Regions from separate parts of the Sus scrofa genome. Here all the other regions are linked to region 3. A link is a contact called in public HiChIP or PLAC-seq data. All regions are on one chromosome and are shown on one strand. Each heading gives the region's core, a stretch centred on a gene start, on an enhancer-like site or on the middle of the called end of the contact. The rest is flanking DNA. Distances are from core to core; before and after follow the strand shown.

Evidence for each region. HiChIP or PLAC-seq counts read pairs in DNA pulled down with a chosen protein or histone mark.
Region 1: an H3K27ac HiChIP or PLAC-seq map of skeletal muscle shows a contact between it and region 3, with 9 times the contacts expected there. The contact joins two enhancer-like sites. A contact is called at or near these places in 4 of 47 Hi-C or Micro-C datasets (fetal skeletal muscle, heart right ventricle, skeletal muscle and 1 more) and 1 of 2 datasets of contacts at active chromatin or transcription factors (skeletal muscle).
Region 2: an H3K27ac HiChIP or PLAC-seq map of skeletal muscle shows a contact between it and region 3. The contact joins two enhancer-like sites. A contact is called at or near these places in 2 of 47 Hi-C or Micro-C datasets (both in skeletal muscle) and 1 of 2 datasets of contacts at active chromatin or transcription factors (skeletal muscle).
Region 4: an H3K27ac HiChIP or PLAC-seq map of skeletal muscle shows a contact between it and region 3, with 9 times the contacts expected there. The contact joins two enhancer-like sites. A contact is called at or near these places in 1 of 47 Hi-C or Micro-C datasets (skeletal muscle) and 1 of 2 datasets of contacts at active chromatin or transcription factors (skeletal muscle).

Annotation. Positions count from the first base shown.
Region 1 is chr1:208,784,442-208,787,141 of Sscrofa11.1, forward strand. No RefSeq gene overlaps it. Among named protein-coding and RNA genes, the nearest start is that of MPDZ, 400 kb to the right of the region's middle. Within about 2 kb of position 1,285, at least 7 of the 83 cell types and tissues checked have an H3K27ac peak or open chromatin away from gene starts, as enhancers often do. A contact at or near this core is called in fetal skeletal muscle and skeletal muscle, where this site is marked.
Region 2 is chr1:208,824,004-208,826,703 of Sscrofa11.1, forward strand. No RefSeq gene overlaps it. Among named protein-coding and RNA genes, the nearest start is that of MPDZ, 360 kb to the right of the region's middle. Within about 2 kb of position 1,313, at least 16 of the 83 cell types and tissues checked have an H3K27ac peak or open chromatin away from gene starts, as enhancers often do. A contact at or near this core is called in skeletal muscle, where this site is marked.
Region 3 is chr1:208,148,714-208,151,413 of Sscrofa11.1, forward strand. All of the region lies in intron 1 of LOC100514506 (a long non-coding RNA gene), which reads right to left. Among named protein-coding and RNA genes, the nearest start is that of NFIB, 32 kb to the right of the region's middle. Within about 2 kb of position 1,383, at least 36 of the 83 cell types and tissues checked have an H3K27ac peak or open chromatin away from gene starts, as enhancers often do. A contact at or near this core is called in fetal skeletal muscle and skeletal muscle, where this site is marked.
Region 4 is chr1:208,702,601-208,705,300 of Sscrofa11.1, forward strand. No RefSeq gene overlaps it. Among named protein-coding and RNA genes, the nearest start is that of MPDZ, 480 kb to the right of the region's middle. Within about 2 kb of position 1,336, at least 5 of the 83 cell types and tissues checked have an H3K27ac peak or open chromatin away from gene starts, as enhancers often do. A contact at or near this core is called in skeletal muscle, where this site is marked.

The DNA.
Region 1 (2,700 bases), core at 35-2,534, 640 kb after region 3:
TATTGTCTTCAGCTCTTAATTTTATTACCTATAAATTAATTGTATTCATTTTTGATACTTCTCTCCATCATAAAGAAACTTGGGTCCCAGCTTTAATACTTATTACAAATATAACATTGAAAAATAAGTTAAATTCCTGAGCTTCCATTTCCTGACCTGTAAGTGGGGGATAATGCCTCATGGTCTTCTTATAAAGATTAAATATAAAATAGGAAGGAAAATATCTGACAAGAAGTAGGTGGTCAAAAATTGCTCATTTTCTTTCCTTCTTACCCCTTATTGCACCTTATTCTGCCTTGTGAATTAAAAGCATCTACTTTTTATCTAAGCCATACCTCTATGATTTCAAAACATCTGGCTAAAGAGTGAAAATGAATGCAATTATCCAGGTGTTTGGCCTGTAAGATGACAGATATCAAACACTTAGTACCATCTGGGTGATTGGCATATTTTTTTTCACCTTCGTCCAGATGTATGTGGATATTGCCTTGGTCAAAGGCAAAAAAAAAAAAAATCACAGGGACTTTTCTTAAATCTTAATAACTTATTTTTTCAATATTATTATTGGGGTATCTTTTATTCCCTTTGATATATGCTTTGTTCAATCTACCTTTGGCAATAAAACCATTATTTAATTTTATCACTTGAAATATAGGAATTAAAAAAAAAAGGAGTAAATGATTGTATAGATTTCAAACCCCATGTTTCTACTCAAAAGTATTAAGGACAAGAAAAACTAAGTAATGTTTCCAAGTTATAGAGTTAGAGAGTAGAGCAGAAAAAATGAAGTCTCTTGACCTTAACCTGTAGACTTCACCTATTTTCTGTCTTCTTTCATCCACGTCATGTGTAGTTTTAGCCAATGCATACAGAACTGTATTTACCCAATTTGTATACACTCACAAGCATGCATAAGTAGCAACTTTTCTTCCTGACAGTCATGTTAGTCTGACATTATCTTTTCCCAAATAATTTTTCAAACTTTTGTTAGCAAGCCAGAGAGAACAAGCCAGGCTCCAATGCACTCACTCACACATGCATCCAGTAACTAAGATCCAACATCTGCCATCCAGGGCATTGCTTAAATAGATGTCATATTGAAATCTGGTATCCTGTGAGCAGCTGATGCAATTTTCCTCAGTCACAGGGATGAAGCTTGGATAACATTTCTGGCTCTGAGAAATCCCCAAGTCACAAAGAAATGATTCCATTGACCTAGCGGCTTTTCACTCCCAATACAACATGTTCTTGAGCAGCTTCCCAAGGGAGAAAATAATGTGAGAGTTTTTTAAGAGTGCCGAAAGATTCCCCTCTAATCATCCTGTGTGGATTTCACTAGCATTCCAAGTGAGTCCAGACAATCCCAAGAAAACTTTAGGGATTCAATCCCAAGAAAACTTTAGGAACTCAGTGAGATTAAAAAAATTTTTTTTTTCTGCCTGAAGACACAAATAATAAGCAGCTTCAGATAATAACATCGTTATTTGGACATGAATACTACTTATCAACTGCCATTCCTGTCACAAAACAACTAAACACCTCAAAGAAGTCCTCCTTGATAAACAAATAGTTATGCTTTTTTCCCCCTTTTATTTTAAGGCAGGAAGTCAGAAGACTGCCATATTTGGGGATTACTTAAAATCTTCTGTTCTGCTTAATTCATGCCTAAGAGCAGAAGTGGGTTTCTTTAGGGAAGGGAGAGCATTTCTGATGAGTGGATTTGTCCATGATATGACCAGCTGCAAAATAGTCTGGAATATAGAGGTCATAACAGCCAAAGGTTACAGGGGGTGACTGTGTTCTAGCTATTGGTGAGATCCTCAGCTACCGAGATAGGACCAACAGCCTGTCCAGCAGCCTGAGCTTAACTTGAAAGCACTCTATACTTACACTGAAATTAATGGTGTGCTGAAGCCAGACTATAGCAGCTTGCAAGAGCAAGCTGTTAAATGTTGTGAACCCATTGATGTTACTTTAATAGGTTAAAACTGACCACAGTGTGAGTATTTACATCATGGAAATTGGCATGTGCTACTAATCACAGCTTTTGCTTCTCAGAGAGCTGGTTATTAAATATTTATCTACACATCATAGAGACAAACAAACATGACTTAAATTCCTACCTCTGCCAATTATGGCATAGAAATTTAAAGAAGCAAAAACCCTCCAACTTTGATGTCTTAATATGTAAATTAGAAATAGTAATCATATATCATGATATTGTGAGAATTAAATCAGACATTGTGCTTAGCCAGATGTAGTGGTCACCAGATATATTATTTTTTCAATAAATATTAACAGGGCACATATTTTATACTAGGAAATATGCCTAGTGCTAGAAGAACAAGAATAAATGGACAGATTGGCAAACACCTTGAATAGATGCAGAACTCAGATTAAATGTTACTAACAGTATACTTTGGGAAGTGAAAATGGTCAAGGATGTAATAGAGATGAGGAGCCATCATTGTTAATATTCCTTTAGAAGAGGAACTAGTTCTCCATAGAGGTTGAGGAACATTTTTCCAGCCATTGCTAGACATGGTAAATAATGGATATTTTCAGATTTGAAAATGTAGAGAATCAACACTCCTGAGAATATGTGGAAAGCATAGCAATACTTTAGAGTTGATAGAATATCTAGTTTATAGGTTATTATTACAGCATGGTTCTCTATCTTATAATCCAATGTCCACTGTC
Region 2 (2,700 bases), core at 63-2,562, 680 kb after region 3:
GAAAGATCACTTTTGTTCTTTAGTTCCATTTGGGAGAGCATCCCATATTCTAATAGATGCTTGGGACGCAAAATGGCCATATCAGCGGCATGTTTACAAACTGTCTCTGAACCCATGATGTTTGCATTTGGTATGTATCTTCGGTTTTAGCCCATGAATTTTATTTCATTTGAGATATTGTATGTGACATTCCTTTGCTCACAGTATTTGTTTCAGCAGGGTAAAGAGGAATTGTGAGAAAAGCAAGACATTTGCACTTATGTGGACACTCATAACAAAAATTTCCTGCTTTAGGCCCTTGTGTGAGTTATATATCATCACTGGTTTTTCTACTTTCTCAAATATAAAAAGGATATACTAATGCTTTCTTCAGCAGTCTATTACAAAAATTAAACAGATAATGCACTTAAGAGTGCTGAGATATAAAGGTGTGCAATGCAGTTTTTCTACTTTCAGAGTGAATCATCTTCCAGCTCTATCCCCAAATTAGGGGGTGGGGAGGATGCTGGTGAGAGACTTACTGGTATTTCCTTAGTACTAATTAAGGGACAAATGTTTAAATATAAACCTCTCACGCAGGTAATTATTTCCTATAATATTTATGATATAATTGAGTACTATATTGTATACCATAAATTATGGCTTAAAAATGACTTTGTCTGCGTTCCAAATTACAATTTATGTTTCTATGGGAAAATGTATTCCAGATTTTAAATAATCAACTCAAAAAAAAAAAAAAGAAATTTTGTATCATAGCCTACTCATAAATCAAAACTGGTAAGAGTATCTAACTTTTACCTTTTTATATCCTAAGATTTTAAATTTCTGCAGAAAAGGTCCTATCAGTGACTAATAAGATGTTTTGTTCATAGTAGGTAACCAGTAAATCTTTTTTGGTTTACTTTGATTTTTACAACTAAGGATGAAAGGAGATCAACAGGGGCAGGCAGATTGAATATAAACGTGGCCCCAATTTGTCTTCTCTCTATATCTACACCTCATTACAATGTGAATTTGCAACTCCTCCTTCAAGAACTAGATTCTGTCCTTCTCCGTGAGATCTGGTCTGGCCTTATTCCAGAATGTGGCTAAGGTACAATATGCCAGTTATAAGTCTCAACTAGAAGAGGCCCTTCCTGCTTCCATACTTTCTTGGAACTCTGCCACAGTCATTTAAATAAACTAGACTAGCCTGCTGGAGAGTGAGAAATGATGTAAGGAGAGTACAACTGTCCCAGCTAAGGTCAGCCCAGACCAGTTTACAACCAGCTGACCTCCAAATATGTGAAAGAGCCCAGCCTAGAGCTGCCGGCTTAATCTCCAGTCGACCACAGATCCAAGGGTAAACCCAGCCAAGACCAGAATAGCTACTCTGCTGACCTGTAGACTCATGAGCAGTCATACATGCTTGTTGTTTGAAGTCACTGAGTTTGAGGTTTGCTTGTAGCACAGCAATAAATAATTCATATGTCAGCTAGGTTAGGTTCTGGGCAATGTATGGAGGCTAGTTTGGAAGTATTGTGGGTATATCATGGTGGTCACAAAAATGTGACTTTAGCATTTCAAAAAGAAATTTTTTTAGCTCACTAGATTATTCAATTTTAGAAAAGCAAGCTACAAGAAAACTGTAGGCATTAGTCTGGGGGATAAAAATGAATACATATATTTTCAAGTACCTTTTAAAATCTTGGTGACCTCTAAAAATACCAATTACCTATTAGAAGGCCAAAAAGCTGTGTGCCATGCATCTAAATCTCAGACATTCCAAAAAAAAAAAAAAATTCCTCCTGCTTTACGGGCAATAAGTATCCCAGAGGCTATTCTGGAAGAGGCTATTCTTGGGGAAAGCATCTTTTAAAAACTAGGAAGTCAGCCTGCCCAAGAGAAGCAATAACAGAGCCCAGGAAATATGGGCAGTCAGATGCTAACTCAGAAGTAAATAGATCCCCTATACAGACACACACACACACACAGAGACACACAGACACACACACACACATACACACACACACACACACACAGCTCTCTGCAAGCAATGGCAAAGCCCACAATATGCAGTTCTTTAAATAAATTGAAGGGAGGAAGCCAGCCAAAAACAGCGAGATGGATATAGTGCAAAAGGTCCATAGAAAAAATGAGAAAGGAGATAACAGAGACTCAATTAATTTTTGGCTGAAATCATTCCTGAGGAAGACCTTAGGGAGTTTCCCACTCTGAAATTGTCTTTTGACAGAACCAGGTCAGAGGTAAGAGAACAAATAATACTAAAAGCACGAGGTGTGCAAAAATGAACTAGCAGACTGTGGGTAATTCATTTGTACATTCTCATCCTGGCGTCCAATCTGGTATTTTGAAGAAACTACAGGATGAGAGGACATGTTCACAACCAAAATGTGCAGAGGACTCTCCTCAAAGGACACTTGATTTTTTATCTGGGCATTGGCAGAACCTATGTAAAAGAGTGGGATTGTGTGCTGGTTATGCAAAATATGATTGAATTTTTTTTCAAGCTGCTATAGAAGGTTAGTATAGAAAGTGCAGTTTCTTTCTCCCAGATTTCAAAGGAGGGGAACCAAGTTTTATGCTGTGAATTCTGAGTTTTCTGCTCCAAGCAGTTATTCACAGCTTTTGCCAGTTAGAAATAAAAGTTGCCCTCAAACCATAACCCCTACCCTAATTTAATCTTTGAGAATAGTCTAG
Region 3 (2,700 bases), core at 133-2,632:
CTGGGGGGAAATTTCACGGCTCAGCCCAGCCTGCATCGCCACATCTACCCCAATTTAATGTCAGGGCGGGATTTGCTGCAGAGTTTGCTGGAAAGAATGTTATTCAACGCGCACCAGACCCGGGCTGTGTGCTTCCCAAGTGAAACTTGCAGCCCCAGGGCCAGACGGAGCTATCCTTCCCACAGGTTCTTGTGAGAGAAAAGCACCCCCTATCCCCAGTCTCCGAAATTTCCTCCAACGGGCTGCAAAGGCTCAAATTGTCCTTCCTAGCTCCGCTCCCTCATCCAGTTAGGTTGTGTAAAAATACGGAGATTCTGTTTGCTCTCAAGAACAGAGTGATTTCCCTCAAGAAACTCCTACAAGAGCTTTAAGCAGCCTCTGCGTTGCAGCGCGTCCAAGCCGCCGCGGAATTTTCCGATTTTCAAGAGGTAGTAAAGTGAATTTCGGTGCAGAGAAAAGTGAGGGGTGTTATCGTTGCAAGGTGGGGGTGGGCGCGAGGAAGAGCTAGGAGGCTTTTTGTTTTCTAAAGTTAGACTTGCTCCAAAGTGCCAGTACAAACTGCAACGCGTTGTGGTTTCCGAATTTAGAGAATCGTGTGGAGTTTGTGCCCACCCCTGCGGCCAGGGGCCCCACACAGCGTTCTGGGGCCCACCTCCCTGTCCCCAAGAGCAAGCGGAAGCCGGGGGCGGAGTGGGGGGGGCAACTCTCTGGGCAACGCCAGGCGCAGCTGACTTTGTCCGATACTCTCGACTCTTTGGTCTTCTCCCTTCTTGTGCCAACCCAGAACCATTCCGTCGCCGCCAGGATTGCACCGGGTGGGGGCGGGGGGGTGGGCAGGAAGGAGGGCCAAACGTCTAGGCTGCGGAATCTCCCAACAGGTAGTTTCACCCGGGAGCAGGCCAGGCTTAAATATCAAAGGCTGGGCCGACCAGACCGCCTTAAGCTGGAGCCCTGACGCAGTCACCTAGGGAGCCGGAGAAGGAAAGTTGCGTTAAGGGAGTCACTTTTAAATAACCCTGTTTTCTCTCCAATCTCCAACGTATCTCGAAATAGCGCGAGCTGTGTCGTTTGGAATGGCACTCCATGAGCCTAAATAAGCTGCTTCAGGCTGTAAATTCATATCCAATTTGGATTCTTCCCGTTCCCCCCGCCCCCAAACCCCAGTAGTTAGTACAGAACCCAGTTCGGCTTTAGAGCGGTAGGTATTTATTTGAGAATTGGGAGATTCCTCTTCGAAACGCCCTAGGCTCCAGAGCAAAAGAGGAAAAGGCTGTGTTGCACTTGGATGGTATAATTGAATTATGCCTTTCCCTGGTGCGCAGTGAGGAAAAGCAGAATGCCAGGCCGTATGCGGCATGGGCGGGCTGCGGCCTCGCGCTCCAGCGAGCGCACCACACTTCCTTCCCAGGGTGCGGGGAGAAGTTGGGTTGGGCCACTCACTGTGTCCTGCCTCCAGCAAGGAGGATCTGGCTGGGAAGTCGGCAGAAGCCTGATCATAGCTCCGTGGCTCCCACCCCTTCCGGCGCACTCTCCCAAATGTGCCCACCTGAGGCCTTGGGCGCACGTGGTGCGCGGAGACCCGGTGCGCGACTGGAAACCGAGCAGAGCTCCCCAAGCATCCCTGGCGCCCGCACGGCCCTCGCTGGGTAGGGGAAGGTGGGGGACCGAGCTCTTGAGCCGACGGATCTAATCCCGCCTTGGCAGACAAGTCTTTACTGCTGAAGCTCCGAGCCATCGCTGAGTACCGTTTTCGGCACCAATACAACCCGCCGAACTCCCAGCTCCGCCCGGTCTGTCTCCTAGAGAAACGTCCTCAGACTCCCCACAGTCCTTTGGCCCCTTGAAGCCTCTGGGGCTGGGGCGGACCTGACCTGGGAGACTTGGATCTTTAACTGCTTCAGGACCTGGTCTCCCAGTAGCACCCAGCCCGCTCCCCCGTGCCCATCCAAGCACAGCTTGTTGCCCTGCGTCTCCGCTGCTAACCGTGCTACCAAAACTTTCCAAAGTTTTCTTCGCGCTTTGCCACCTCCAGTTCCCCTAGGCTGGTGCAGGCAGGAGGAAGAAAAAGAACCCCCCCACCCCACGCCACCTCCATCTATCCTTCTCTCCTCTCCCTCCCACCTTCGGCCTCCCTTGTGAGTCCAAACCTTGAGAGTGGGAGCGCGCGTTGCTGGAGCCCCCGTAGGCACCGACTCTGCAGGGGATAGAGTTCAGAGTTGGTTCCACATCCCCCCACTCTGTGCGCCGTGGCCGTTCCCGCCCCCTCCTCCCCCACCTCGTTTGCAACTCGGGGACCTGAGGGCTTGTAGTTTAGTTTTGTTCAAATTTAGCTTTTTTTTTTTCCAGATTTTTTTTTTTCTTTGAGATTCCACCCTGCTGGAGCCTCGAGATTCCGCATGCCTTCCAGTTTCCCGGCGTGGGGATCGGGAGTCACATCCTTCGTGCCGGGCGGGTCGTTTCCCCCGAGTGGGGCGAGGGGCTCTCAGGCCGAGATTTCTCCAGCTGGGTTTTGTCTCCCTGGGAGACCCTCCGTCCTGGTGTGGGGCAAATTCCTGCTGGAGCTGGTCTCAGTGCCAGCCTCCTGTGCCTCTCCCCCACCCCCACCCCCACCCCCAACCCTCCCCACCAGAACTGTAGATGCAGCCGGTTCAGGGGATGTTTTTATGCCCGTTTAGGGAATGGGACTAGGCAGGAGAGGGG
Region 4 (2,700 bases), core at 86-2,585, 550 kb after region 3:
CAAGAGAAATAACTGGAAACACAAACAGTCCATGTTGTGCCAAGGTTCAGAGTCATTGCATTTCAGATGCTGAAATAATGAAGAAACTATCAACAGAGGGAAAAATTCACTTGTCTCATCTGTCATTTTGGTTGGAGGCAGGATGTGGACTGTCCGGCCAGTTTGAATGCAGCTGTAAAACAAGCTGCCCAGCAGTTCCTCTGTAAGTATTTGATCCCCCACATGTTCTCACTCTGCTTACTTTTTCTAATAGTATCATTCCCCCTAAATGGTGGAGAGAATTTGGATCGACACTCCTGGACTGATGTTCTCTCACAAAGATGCTTCTAGAACAGGAGGCCTTTAGGGTACATGTTAGACTGGAGAAGGACCTGTAGTTGACCTCTTGAATGATAAAAGTTGTAAAGCTTTCTTAAACATGTGAAACATAAGCCAAATGGGGAAGACCTGATCATGATGCTTTTCTGATGACTGTTTTAAAGAAGAATATGTGTCTATAAAGGGAATTGGAAATGTGTGAGTCCATGGACTCCATCCCCTGTTTGTTTTCCTATAGCCCTGCCCCTTCTTTTCCTCCCTCTGTTCTTCCCTCTCTTCTTCAATTCCTCCTTTCTCCTATGGTCTTTCTGCTGATTGTCAGGAAGTATCACTTATACAATAGAATAGCCTACCCTGTTCCTGAAAAAGAAGCCCCCCCCCCCCCGCCCCTCGCCCCAGCCCCGACTTATCAACATCCCTCACGATGAAGCCATAGGCTCCTGGGCTTTTTGGCTGTATCTTCTGAGATGCTTGTGACCCTATGGGTTTCAAGTTATGAGACACTTTCCATGAAAATAAACCAGCGTGAAGCCCTCGGGTGATTAGTTCTGCCTGGATTGAGTATTGCAAAGAGCATAACTCTCCTTCTTTGAAAGGAAAATTCATGAAAAGAAAGTTGTTGTAAGGTTCTGGGTGTTCATTAAAGACCTGGAGAAAGTCAAAGAGACCCTTAATTTCAACTAAGCTGAGTAATTTAAGAAAATGTGCCTGTAGCACAAAAGCTCCATGTATAGATTGTCCTTATTCACTAACAGCTGTGTAGGATTTGCCGTTTCTTCCATGTTTTATGTGATGATAGTGGATGCTGGCTCTTAGCTTCCAACCCTGATTGCTATTCAGGGACTGGGCTTCTGGATCTGCTCCAATCATGTGGAATCTATTTTGGACCCGTCATGTCACACTTGAACTCTGAAATATGCCTATCGGTGAAAGGTTCTGTTTATCTTTCTCTTTGCTCAGACTTGCACAGAAAATGGAGTTCAGTCCTCACCCCATCAGACTTCTTTGTTTGACTCTAAACCCTCTTTGAATCCCCAGGAACAGCAATTTCCAGAACTTCTCGACATGGCGCCCCTCTGTCCCTCAGCACCGTGGTCTTGGCCATCTGTTCACGATGTACCCCGCTCTTCCATGTTACTCACTCTCTTCTTTGCACATCTCCCACTGGGGCAGTTAGGATGGAGATTTATGCTGGTTTCCTCCTGCTTCATGCACAGCAATCAGCTCCGTCCTTTCCTAGGACACACAGCTGCAGATGCCTCTCAGGAGAGAATCCACCACCACCACTGAGCATGGCTGCCTGGCCTGCAAGAGGCCAGAGAGAACATCAGTGCTGGTCCTGTGTGGCCAGGGAAGCCTGTAGGGTATGAGGAGGGAGGGAACAAAGCAAAGAGGCTCCCTGAGAGGAAAGAAGTAGCCAAGCTCAGAGGAATGAACACAGATCCAGACAGGCTCGTAGGACCAGCCTTTTGGGTCCCAGAGCAGAGTTCTTCATTTCTTCTGGAAATATGGAGATACAAGGGAATACCCTGTACTTTTGTCAGTTTCTAGACATTGGGGTGCTTCTCCTTATTGCAACCAAAGGGAGACTAGGAACCTGTAATTAGTTTCTGGTAAATCTATTTACCAGAAGCATTGCCCATTTTGATAAAGCTTTTTCATATTCACCCTCTCCTCTGAGCTTGCTTTCCCCCTCAACCCCCTTCTGAATCATGAGCCAAGAATGTCATTCAGACATTCTGGCTGTTCCATTTCAAGGTTTAAAGCTGATATGGTCATCTTGTTTAGATGAACCAGAATCTTTTTTGCTTGGGGAGGGGAGGGAGGAAGAAGAGAAAAGGGGGAAATGTTCTTTAGACTCTTGGAAAATGAGTCACTAATTTTAGGAAGAAGGCATTGCTTTGCTCTGGAAGGCCTCCGAGTCCTCCAATGCTCTGATGCCTTTGAAAGGAGACCCCATATGCAATGTGGAATGATTGACAAGAAATTTGTTTGAAATGACTGAAAGGCCCTCATTAGGCAGGGACTCCTCGCCATCTGGGTTTGAGTTTTGATAATGGGGTCAGGCTCTCTCTTGGTCTGTGTGTTGAAGGGCTGAGCATAATTTGTTAGTGATTGTGACTAAAACACAAACATTTTTTAGTCACATTCACAGGAATTTGAGCCTAACCACAGTCTTGGGACACCACGGTGAGAAAACACTTTCCAGCTGCACTACTGTACTTGGTGACCCAGTTGAGAGGGCTCTCACAAAGCTGCCCGTCTAACTCCAGGCTGGACGGGTGCCATTGGAAACAGAAGTGCAACTTTATCACTTGACTTCAAGAAGAGGCATATGGAGACAATATAAAAGACAGACCCTACAGAAGAAACTCCCCTTTC